Linked DNA regions of Mus musculus: regions 2 and 3 are each linked to region 1. Evidence: chromatin contacts called from public Hi-C and HiChIP or PLAC-seq data. All regions are on one chromosome and are shown on one strand. The core of a region is the stretch at or near the end of the contact, and the rest is flanking DNA. Distances in the headings are between cores, read along the strand shown.

Region 1 (3,876 bases), core at 631-3,130:
CACAATAGCCAGTGCTGCAACACAGCACAAAACAGCCATGCTGAGCACACATGTGCCTTGCTTACACAGTAAGGGGAGCTAGGTAATTTCTTCAAAAGAAATTAATACTCCCTGTATTTTAGTAAATATTAGCTTTCCCCAAGCCCCCTACCCCCCCCCCTTTTTTTGAGACAGGGCCTCATCATATAGTCCAATCTGGCCTTAAACATTATAGGGGAAATATTTTCTTCAGTGATGCAGTCACTAATAAGATGCCCATGTTCCTTTATTGAACCCTTCACCCATACTCCTTTAAATAACCTTAAGCTTACTGATTCATTTAATCAAAAAAAAAAAAGATACAAAGGTAGAGAGGAACTATATGGAAATAGCAAGAGTGGGAAATAGCGGTGAAAGTGAACAACGTACATTACACAGATGCATGCATGAAGATGCCAGTGAAACCCATTATGTACATTTGATAATATGTGCTAGGAAAACTTTATTTTAAATCTTGCTAAGTCTAACCTTCCAACAATTCCATAAAGATCTCATCATTAAAACTGCTTTTCTTGTCTCTATAGATAGAAGCTTTCAAAGTACAGCCTATTTGCTGGATACATCACTAAGAATCGTTCCATCCACGGGAGCTCCCGCCTGCATTTTAAAGCAATACTGCCACCAGAAGACTAAAAAGAAAAGTAACCACTAACAACTCCAACTAATTACAGAATATTCACTTTTCTCCATCGGTGGCTACATAACAACTCCCTGATGCTGACCGGACACCCATTCCTCCTCGTACCTTACCGCACTCCTCCCCATTCCCGCTTCGTTTGCAGCATCAACTAAACCATAGTGTTTCAAATCTAAGTTCGTCCCAACTGCGGGAAAACAAGAGAACTGATGAGTGGTCAACGGCTTTCTGCTGTCAATTAAGGGAAATGTGAATAAATGCCATGAGATGAGCAGTCCTTCCGTGCGAAGGACCTGAATACGCGCTAACGGTGCTTTTGGGTGATCTCAACCTTCACGTAAAGACTACGAAAGAAAAGAGGGAGAAAGGGAGAGGGGAGAGGAAAAGAGAGGAGGGAGACGGGGAGGGAACGACAGAGGAAAGAGAGGGAGGAAGAGAGAAGCAAAAAAGAAAAAAAAAGGAAGAGAGGCGGAGAGGGATGAAGAGAGGGTAGAGAGAAAAGAAACTGGAGATTAAGTATAACAGCAAGAGATGAACTTGACGGTCCAACTTCACGCCGTACTCAAACGCCCCATCTCAGCGCAGGCGTTGCCATCGGGCGTAGACAAACGTTACAAAGTCTTAAAGCCTTGGGCCGCAAGTTACCACTTTGTAAAGCGCCAAGCAACACAGCAACGTGTCACCGAACCGCCGCCTGGGGCCGTACCCCAAGCCCTGGGGGGCGATGCCAGCGCGTCCCCGGACCCCGGCGGCAGCGCGCCCGCCCGCCCCGGCCGCGCGCCCGTTCGCACCGCCGCTCACCCGGTAGTTGCTCGAGCCCACCCAGCGGGTGAGCGCGTCCACGGTCTTAGCCAGGCGGCTCGGATCGTCCTCCAGGTCCGGGATGGCTCCGGGCGTGCCGAGGCAGAGCAGCAGCTCCTCGCCCGCCTGCAGCCGGCCGCTCACGTCCTTCTGCAGCACTTGGGCGCAGAAGTACTCGGCGCCGCGGGGCTCCATGGCCGCGCCCGCCACCCCTCACACGCCCGTCGCCCCTTACACGCCAACTTTCCTCGCAGCACCGCCGAGGCGCGGCGGTGAAGCCTCCGGGACGCGCCGACACGCAGAGACGCCGCTGCCTGGGGTGCGGCGGCCGGCGGGGGACGGCCCCCCTAAACTAATCAAACTCGGCGCCCCCCGGTCCCAGCCCCGCTTCAGAGGCTGCGGCTGCCGGCGACGTCAGCGCGCGCGTGACGTCAGAGCGACGCGCCCGGCCTCCAGCCCGGCCTCCCGGCGCGCCCGAGCCCCTGTGGGCTGCGGCCTGTGGCGCTACTGATGGCCCGAGCCTTGGGCTGTCGGGGCCGTGTGGGTCGCCTCGCGTGGGCGACCCTGGAAGGCCAGTGTGGGAATTCCGGCATCTCCGGCGATTCGCTCCGCCGCCATCATCAAGACTCAAAACTTTTTGGTACTTCTCTCCCTGCCCCGCCCCTGCCGTCTCTTAAAACCGGAATACACGGGTCGCGTTCTTCCTCGGCACAGGCCTGGCTGTCCCTTCCTGCTGCCACCCCCACAGTCGCCCTGGAGGACTTTCTGTTTCCAGTTGATACCGAGGTTTTGCAAATGGATCCACATTTTCTCTTGACGCACTTTCACCTCCCACCCTCACTTCGGGAAGCCCCCAGACCGCCGTTACCCACTAACCACCTCTGCCCTGGGCGACTTTAATTTGATTTTTGTTTGGACAGAGACTAAAGGCAGCACAGGATGTCCTCGAACTCACCCTACAGTATGGTCTTACATTTCTGGCCCTACCCCTGCCTCCCAAGCCTGAGCCACAGAACTCGAGTTTTGTTTGGGGATGGCTGGGGCCGTTAACTTATAAGATTTCTTTTTATTTCATGTGTACGTGTGTGCACCTGAGTGTGCCCGCTTGCAGAAACCAAAAGTTCCAGGAAGTCAGATCTGGATGGAGTTAAGTGGCAGTTGTAAGCCACCTGATGTGAATGCTGGGAACTGAACCTGGGTTCTCTGCAAAAGCAGCAAACCCTCTTAACTGCTGAGCCATCTCTCCAGCCCAGTGTTGTAGAGAACAGGTTTAGCTGTGACACTTGGACGAGTCGGGAACTCAGTCTCTTGCATTCTAAACTTATTTCTAACATGGTAGGGTAATTTTCCATTTTTTAAAGTTATGTAACTCCACACTGTGTTCTTTTTCCTTTCCTCCCCCTCTCCCAGTTTCTTTAACCCTGATCCCAATATCCCTAGGGCTCAATCTGCTGCTGTAATCTTTGGGTCTAACTTCTCATAGCAAAATGTTGGTATTTCATTCCATGAAGTACGTATCTTAAAAGTCTCTACCTTTTTATACTTAATCCTTCCCCGTTATACTCTGACTTGTTGATCCATCCGTCCATATAGCAATAGGCCTCTGGGTTGTTTGCAGTTTTCCATAATGGTTGGCATAAGCACCTGAGTTTGGGTGCCCTTGGAGGCAGAGGCATCATCAGATCTCTTGCAGATGACTTAGATTCGATTCCCAGGATCCACATGGCAGCTCACAACCATCTAGCTACAGTTCCAGAGGATCCGATGCCCTTTTTGACTTCTAAAGGCGCCAGGCAATGCCCATGGTACAAGTACATAAAATACCCATAACACATTAAAAGTACACATACAAATAAATGTTTTTAAAGTATTTTGAATTTTTAAAATATCATCCCTTAAATAACACAGGTGTTGCTTTGAATGTTGCCATTTAGGAACTGTCTTTCTCTTGGTGGAGCACCCCAGTAATCCTAGCACATGGGCAGCAGGAGGGTCAGGAGTTCAAGACCAGCCTAGGCTACTGAGATCTTCTTTCAAAACACAACAGGAGCCGGAGAAATTGCTCAGAGGTCAAGAGTGTTTGTTCTTGCAGAGACCCAGGCTTGAGTCCCAGCACCTACACGGCAACCCACAGTTGTCTGTAACCCCAGTCCTAGGGGGTCTAACCCTCTCTTTTAGTCTCCTTGGCCAATGGCATGCATGGAGTGCATATACAGATATGCAGGAAATACAGTCATACACATAAACCTTTAAAAACACAAAGGTGCAGGGAAATGAAAGGGTTAGATGGAAATTTAGAAAATAAATTGATATACTGAACCTCCCTTCATGATCAGTCACGAGAATGCATCTAGAAACATGTCTATTTTTAACAGGACTGGAATGGTGTATTGAAACAC
Region 2 (3,876 bases), core at 713-3,212, 990 kb before region 1:
ATCCTAGCACTTGGGAGGCAGAGGCAGGCAGAACTCTTGAGTTCAAAGCCGGCCTAGCCTACAGAGTGAGTTTCAAAACAGCCAGCCTGGGGTGGAGGTGGGGTGTATAGGGAGTAAAGTATTTAAAGAAAGCATGCTTTAGCATTACAAGTTCCCCATAACAAACGGATTTCACAGAGTGCTTTGCTCTATTCCCATGATGGCAAATACACACAGAGCAGCTAACGACCTTTTCAAGGCAAACTCATCTCTATGGTTCAACTGCAAAACACCAGCAAAACTTCGGGTTGTGTCCTATTCTGAAGACACAGAGCTAAGGCCTGCTGAACTATAATAATGAGAATTTTTTACTCCGGCTTTAGCATTTCTTATTAGAAAAAGAAATAAAAGCAACTAAAAATAAGAGATTTTGTTCTGCACACCCATGCAGAAGACCAATAGAGATGACTTCCTTGGAGCAAACAGAAATTTCTCTGTTCAAAAGGTTCCATTAGACACATGTGTTTACTGCAGAGAAGGGCAAAAGAGAAGCGCAAAAGAGACACAATCTGGAGCTGTTGCTATAGCACAGTAGGCAGAGCACTTGCCTCGCATGCACAAGGCCCTGGGTTCAATTCTCCGCACCACATAGACCGCACGGTGGAGCACACCTGTAATCCCAGCACTGTGGAGACAGCAGTATCAGGAGTTCAAAGGTCATCCTCTACATTAGTGAGTCTAAAGTTAACTGGACTACATGAGACTTGAGACCCTGTGAAAAAAGAGTGGAAGAGAAGGAATGGAAAGGAGAGGGGGAGGAAGAGAGGAACAAGGGGAGAGAGGGAGAAGGAAAAGAAGGAGGTGGAAGGGTGGGGGCAAAACCACACCCATCTGGGTTAAAGGAACAGGTTCTGCAAATGCGCAAAGACGGGGAACCCAGGTGCCTGCGGAACCTAAAGGTGTCCACTGCAGACATCTTAGGAGGATGTAGGGGGTTACACAAGACCAGATCTACTTATCACTTGTCTCTGAATGATTTCCTCTCATCCCCAAGCTGGCACCTAAAAGCAGCGCCAGTTTTCTAACTGCTGGCTTTCTACTTCAGGAAAGTAGGTCAACTGAGTTCCAAGAATGTAAGTTCTGATTATCGGCGTTTTGAGAATTTTAAATCTTCCCAAGAAAGGCAGTGGGCCACTTTTAGCATAAATGGCTCACAAAACTAAACAAAACCCATAAACATTCTAAACAATTTGGTTTTCCGAAAAGTGTCTTCTTGAAAAACCTTAATACCCATTGGCAGCTGAGACACAGCAGGAGTATCATAATTTAAATAGCAAAGATGACTACAGTTTCACGCCTAGGCGGAAATAAAGAGAAGCAGGTTCAGGTTCTCTCACCCGCACACATGAAGCAGAAAGATGCCCTTTCGACTCTCTCTGCCTTGATCAAACTCACTGTGCAAGTTAAACACATACACAAACTATCCGACATGTTATATTGCCCTAATGGGCCAGCACCCGGAAAACCGCAAAAGCCAGAAAAGATAAACAGAAAGCACTACGTTGTCTGAAACACAAGCATTCTGGGCGATAATGAAAGAATTCTAGCTGAGAGAAGGGAAAAAGGGTTTAAGAGGCTGAGGCCGGGCCACGGGTAGGCGGTGGACGGCAACGCCTCCTTCCCGGGTAGGAAGGGAAGGAACTGGGGTGTGGAAACGGCTGCTTCCCGAACGAGGAGGCCGAGCGAGCGGCAGCCTCGAGGCATCCACCCCAGCCCTCAGCCCACAGGTCCCGGCCGCCGCCGTAGGCTCACCAGCTGCAAGCCTTTGAGGATGCGCCGATGCCAAGGGAGCCTGCCCAGGACGAAGTAGGCGGCCAGGCCGCTGCGCGCACCCCTGCCAGTGCCCGGGGCCGCCTCGGTGGTGGGACTGTAGACCGCTCCGTTCTCCATCGCCCGCAAACACTCGCTCACCCAGCTAAACTCTCGGCCGAGCGGTAGGGGGCGTCACTTCCTGGGACTCCGCCCACGCTTCCGGTCAACTCCGCCCTCCTCACGCCTCGTCACGCCCCCTCGCTTGCTGAGCTCCAGCCCATAGAATTTCTCTCCCTTTGCCACGCCCCCATGGTTTGCCGCGCCTCTTGTTCGCCACACCCCTCTGCCTTTCCTGCTCTCTGGTTAACTCTCGACAGTTTCTTTCTTTTTTTGGGTTTTTATTTTATTTATTTATTTATTTTTGGTTTTTCGAGACAGGGTTTCTCCGTGTAGCCCTGGCTATCCTGGAACTCACTCTGTAGACCAGGCTGGCCTCGAACTCAGAAATCTGCCTGCCTCTGCCTCCCAAGTGCTGGGATTAAAGGCGTTGCGCCACCACTGCCCGGCTAACTCTTGACAGTTTCATGCTTTCGATGGACTTCAGCTTTTTTGTTTTTTGGATTTTTTAAATTACACTTTGATTAATCTATCTATTTTATCTATATTTTTAATCTATCTATCTATCGATCTATCTATCCATCCGTCCATCCACCTATCTAAGAAGGAGCGTTGTGCTGAGGTCAGAAAACTATTCTGAGTCATTTCTTCCTGAGAATTGAATTCATTTTCAGGCTTAGTAACTGGCGCCTTTACCTACTGAGCCACCTCTCCGCCCTGACTTGATCTGTGTCTTTTAGTTTCGTTTCGGTCTGATTTAAAAATAAAAGAAATAAAACCAAGGTTTCACGTGCCCAGACTAGCCTAGAACTATGTACATAGCCAGCACTAGTCTGCAACTAGTGACAATCCTCCTGCCTCTGTCTCTGAAGTGCTGAGATTACAGGCACGTGCTCCTCCTCCCCTCAGCCTGTTTTGTTTTTTTAAAACTGCCAGAGATCACATTGAGGTCCTTCTGTATGCTAACCGCCCTCCTCCCCCGCGCCCGTCCCCGTCTCCCCCCGCCCCGCCCCCCCGCCCCCCCCCCCGTTGAGCTGCACCCCTCCATGCTCCTCCCACAGAGATTTGACTTATTTCTCACGTCTCACTATCTTCCATCTTTCAGATAGTCATCTTCTCATGGGCGGGAGGGGTGCACCCGCGTATGAAGGTGCAGGCTCGCGCGGGTGCAAGTGTGGAGGTCAGAAGTCAACCTTGAGTATGTTCCTCAGGCACCATCTACCCTGTTTTAGGGCAGTGTGTCTCACTGAACCTAGCTTACTAGATAGGTGAGGCTAAAAGGCTAAGAAGACCCAGAGATCAGCGTCCCGCCTTGCCAGCTCCGCCGTTACAAGCACAGGCTACATTGGTCTTTTTATATGGGTTCTAGGAATCGAACTCACATCACCAATGGCAGCCAGCACTTTACCAGCTAAGCTGTCTTCCCTGTTCTTGTTTTTCAGTATCATTGGATGTTTACAGTACAACTGAAAACCAGATCTGGATATTAAGTTTACTGCCCCGTGCCAACCAGAGACAGAAAATCCTTTCTGGCAGGACAGTTAGCAGATTAATGAAAATTTCAAAGGACAATTAACAAAAAGATTAATCAGAGTGTCAGATATTGATATATGACATGAACATACTGACCATGCCAACAGATGAGTGGACAAAAGAAATGCAGAACATTTAGTGGAATTTTACTCAAGTTTATTGTTCTTGTTTTGTGAAACCATGACATCTGTAGGAAAATGAATACAACAGAGTATTACTGTGAAGGGAAATAAGGCACATTCAAAAGACAAAGGCCATATGGTCTGTCTCATATGTAGGTCCTAGATTTTAAAATTATATTTATGGGGCTGGAGAGATGGCTCAGTGGTTAAAAGCAATTTCTGCTCTTTAATAGAATCTAAGTCTGGTTCCCAGCACCCACATAGGGTGGCTTACAACCACCTGTAACTCCAGTTCCAAGGGATCCAATGTCCT
Region 3 (3,876 bases), core at 731-3,230, 630 kb before region 1:
GGAGAACTCTCGGCTCCTCCTGCACCATGCCTGCCTGGATGCTACCATGTTCCCACCTTGGTGATAGTGGACTGAACCTCCGAGCCTGTAAGCCAGGCCCAATTAAATGTTGTTCTTACAAGAGTTGCCTTGGTCACGGTGTCTGTTCACAGCAGTAAAACCCTAACTAAGACACTCATACACAATTTTTTTTTCAAACGGTAGGTAGCACATGAGGAATGTCGCCCTAACTTGTCCTCTGGTCCCCATGCACACAGGTCTCCATCCACGAACAAATATACATGCATACACAGAGAAGCACAGAAGACCAGGTAACTAACACCCTGGCTTACTTAGCCTGGAGGATATGCTGCTGGCATCTCTGACCCTCCTTCTCTCCCCCCCCCCCAGAACCCCACCCTCAGCTTCAGGAGCCACCTTGTGTACACTTCTGCAGTGCTGCTGGAGAGGTGGTCAGGAGCTGATGTCCAGAAGCACCCAGCGCTCCAGGGTTCTCCTGCCGCCACCACCCTCCATCCTTGTCACGTTTTTGGAAAACCTATGCCTAGGTTCTCTTTGCCCTCCTTACACAGCCTTTAAAAATAGTCATTAAAAAAAAAAAGACATGCAGACATGCCAGAAATAACCAGTGGCTCAATGAACCTCTGAACAAATATGGTCAGTACAGAGATGGCCTGGAACAGATATTTGCTTGGTAACAGCTATTCACTCAGTGCCCTACAGAGGGAGTGTCTTGTGGCTATGGCTGATCAGACCAGAGGAATTAAAAAGAAAGGCTAGAGAGAGCCAGACATGGTGGAACCCCGGAACGTGAGAGGGGCAGGCTGGGGTGTCTGCAGTTCAAGGACTTCCTCAGCTGCCTAATGAGTTCGAGGCCAGTTTGCGCAGCAGGAGAGATTATCCCCCAAACAAACAAAAGCCCTTGGGAAACATGACAAACAAGACTACTACTTCACTTAAACACGATGGTCTTCTCTCAGAAGCTGTATCTGTCTTCAGGTCATCATCTTCGGGATATAGTTCATCACTGTTCAGACCCGGTATGTCTCACAACTGTTTGTACAATCAACTTATACACCATGCATTCACTACAGCTACTCCAAATTAAAAAGGCCAGAGTAGGAGAAGCTGCAGTGTTTGGCCAGGACTATTTCAGAACACATTTCCGGGAAGCTGATTCTCATCTCACAACAGTAAAAATGTATGCTGGCAAAAATGTCAATCTAGATTTCATACATACCTTTTAAAAGAGTCAGGTTTTAATCAAGTTATTTTCTGTGACGAGTTCTCTCGGATGCTTTGGGCACCCCTTCATCTAATGAAAAGAAACACATTTTAAGCATCACACACCACTTCCTATTGCTCTAATACTTCAATTAGGAAACTAAGCTGTATCTCCCTTACCTTGGTATCTTTTTGCAACTGCTTTGATGATGTTAAGAATGATGACGCCATGGTCCCTGTGAAAGGGTTCATGTGCATATAATCCGATGTCACTTAGGTGTCACCAGTACCTTCCAAACAGCACAAAAGGCCTTGCATATTTTTCTGCAAACCCCGCTGTGTAAGAACCCACCCAAACTGGGACTGAGGAACCAGAACGCACGCAGCCTTCAGCCAAGCTGCCCAGTCCCAATCTCCCCAGGGCCTAGGCTCCAATCCTGAAATCTCTTTTGCTGCTGCGCACTTCTCCCAGGTAGTTTACACCGGTACCCTAAGCTCAAGTGCGGAGGGCTGCTCCGCAGAACCGGAGCATCTAAATTTACTCTGTAACCCCACATTTTGCTTGGTCACCAGGTCGCCTAAAAGAGTAACCTACAGCGCAAAGAGAACCCTCAGCTTTCCGCGCAGGTCCCTTTATAGTTTAGGGTGCAGTCAGAGCGAGGCTGTCCTTCCTTCCTTCTGTTACGGATTGCACCCGAGAGCACGTGGGGGCGCGGCCGTTCCTGAAGCACCGCGTGGAAAAGCTGTGGGTCTTTTCTTCCCGGCCTTTCCGGGGGAGGTGCGCGCCGCCCGCCTGCCGCGTTCCTGTCCGTTGCTGCGCGCGCTCCCGCTGGCTCGCCGCCACCGGTTTCTTCCGAGTCTGGCAGGCAGCTTAGCCCTACGTGGAGTGGGAGTGGCGTCAAAATTCAAAGGAACTGCCGCAGTTGGAGGCGTTGTACCACCTGCTTCGAGACGGTTGGCGGCCTGGAGTGGCCTTGACCTCACCCCAAGTCTAACCCGGGTGGCAGCCGCTCTGCCGAAGGGACCTTGGAGGACAGAACTACACCGGTGAAACGGAAAAGCCACGCGTTTATCCTTCGTGCACTCTGGGGACGCCGCTGGTCTGCAGAGAGCCACGCTGTCCGGTGCTCCCTATCCAATGCCTGCTTGGGCGCCCAGCCAGGTCCAACCTCCAACCCAGCCCCACCCATCCCACTACCAGACTTTGGGGACAATTATACTGTCAGTATCCTCAGAAGTCATTCTGCTTCACAGAGGAGGCAGCAGGTCAAAAGCCACCAATTGGCCTTTATTTATTTTACGGCAAGATTGATTTATTTTGTGCTGGGATTTGAATTCAGGACCTTTGGGAGAGCAGTCAGTGCTCTTACCCGCTGAGCCATCTTACCAGCCCCACACCAAAGTCTTTGACCTTCCCGAAGCAATCAGTAAGAAACTTCCATCAACTCTGACCAGACAGAATTTCAGAATTACTGCAAACAGGGCTAGTGAGATGACTCACTGGATAAGGGTGCTTGCCATGAAAATGAGGCGAACTCAGTTCAATCCCTGAAACGCATGTAGAGATGGAAGGGAGAATACACTCCACAGAGCTGTCCTCTGATCACCATATGTGCACCGTGGCATGCAGGTCAACACACACATCATGCACACATGCAGTAGTAATGATAGTAAGTGAATAAAAGCCGTTTGGGTAAGAACATCACATAAGGTTTGCCATAGATAGAAGGTAGGGAATAGAATGACATATGGTAAAAGCTTGTCACAGAATCTGGTTAAGGACTGTGCCTCTGGGCTACATTTCAAGCCTGTGGTCTTAATTTGGTTCTCTTTACATCTATGTGCTCAGGTACACACGTGCATGCAGAGGCTGAAGGCCTTAGGTGTTATCCTCAGGAGCACCATTTATTCCCTTTGAGATAGGGCCTCTTACTGATCTGGAGCTCAGGAATCAGGCTAGACTGGCTGAGCACAAGTCTAGGAGATCTTTCTGTTTCTGCCTTCCAGCTCAGAAATTATAAGCATGGGCCAGCCACATTTAACATCATCTTTATGTGGCTATGGGAATCAATCTGGAGTCCCTGGGCTTGCAAAGCCAACGCTTTGTTGAGCCATCTCCATAGCCACAGTATTAGCTTTTTAAGGTCATTAGATGAATGCTTTCTTCAAAATGATTTCTAGTATGTATTTTTGATCTTACGTGTTAGCTTTCATCACAATAACAAGAGAATTCAGATCAGTGGTTCTCAACCTGTGAGTGGAGACGCCATTGACAAACCTATAGCTACAAAAATATTTACATTATGACGTATAACTAGGAAATTATGAATTAGCAGTGAAGATAATTTTATGGTTGGAGGAGCCCTACAACCTGAGGAACTGTATCAAAAGGCTGCAGAACGGGGAAGGGTGAGAACCTCTGATTTAGATAATCAACTTTTGTCAGAGAAAAATTTTGGTTGATGGTTTGAAGGTTCTAGCCCATAACTGGACTCTCCATTGCTTTGGGCCCATGGTAAGGCTGGAGGCTATTTTGGAAGTGCCTAGCAGAGCAAAAGCACTCACCTCATGGCCAGGAAATGAAAACAAAGAGAAAGAAACCAGAGCTCCAGAGTCTCCTTCAAGAGTGCGCCTCCACTGACCTGACCGCCT

Evidence for each region. Hi-C and Micro-C count contacts between places; a contact is called where the count stands out from the background. HiChIP or PLAC-seq counts read pairs in DNA pulled down with a chosen protein or histone mark.
Region 2: an H3K27ac HiChIP or PLAC-seq map of regulatory T cell precursor shows a contact between it and region 1, with 6 times the contacts expected there. The contact joins the promoter of Cmtm6 here to the promoter of Clasp2 in region 1.
Region 3: a contact with region 1 is called in a Hi-C map of cortical neurons, with 2.5 times the contacts expected there. The contact joins the promoter of 4930520O04Rik here to the promoter of Clasp2 in region 1. A contact is called at or near these places in 1 of 39 promoter capture datasets (the 3T3-L1 cell line), 1 of 484 Hi-C or Micro-C datasets (cortical neurons) and 2 of 115 datasets of contacts at active chromatin or transcription factors (embryonic forebrain and stem cell-derived neural progenitor cells).

The regions. Positions count from the first base shown.
Region 1 is chr9:113,739,477-113,743,352 of GRCm38.p6, reverse strand. It overlaps Clasp2 (CLIP associating protein 2), which reads right to left and starts at 1,880. Exons shown (of 40, transcript NM_001114347.1): 1 at 1,478-1,880. The coding sequence starts at 1,672. Gm38623 (a long non-coding RNA gene) reads right to left here. Exons shown (of 4, transcript XR_001779313.2): 4 at 3,530-3,876.
Region 2 is chr9:114,729,289-114,733,164 of GRCm38.p6, reverse strand. Cmtm6 (CKLF-like MARVEL transmembrane domain containing 6) reads right to left here and starts at 1,962. Exons shown (of 4, transcript NM_026036.3): 1 at 1,792-1,962. The coding sequence starts at 1,929.
Region 3 is chr9:114,366,428-114,370,303 of GRCm38.p6, reverse strand. 4930520O04Rik (RIKEN cDNA 4930520O04 gene) reads right to left here and starts at 1,980. Exons shown (of 3, transcript NR_040383.1): 1 at 1,820-1,980; 2 at 1,241-1,315.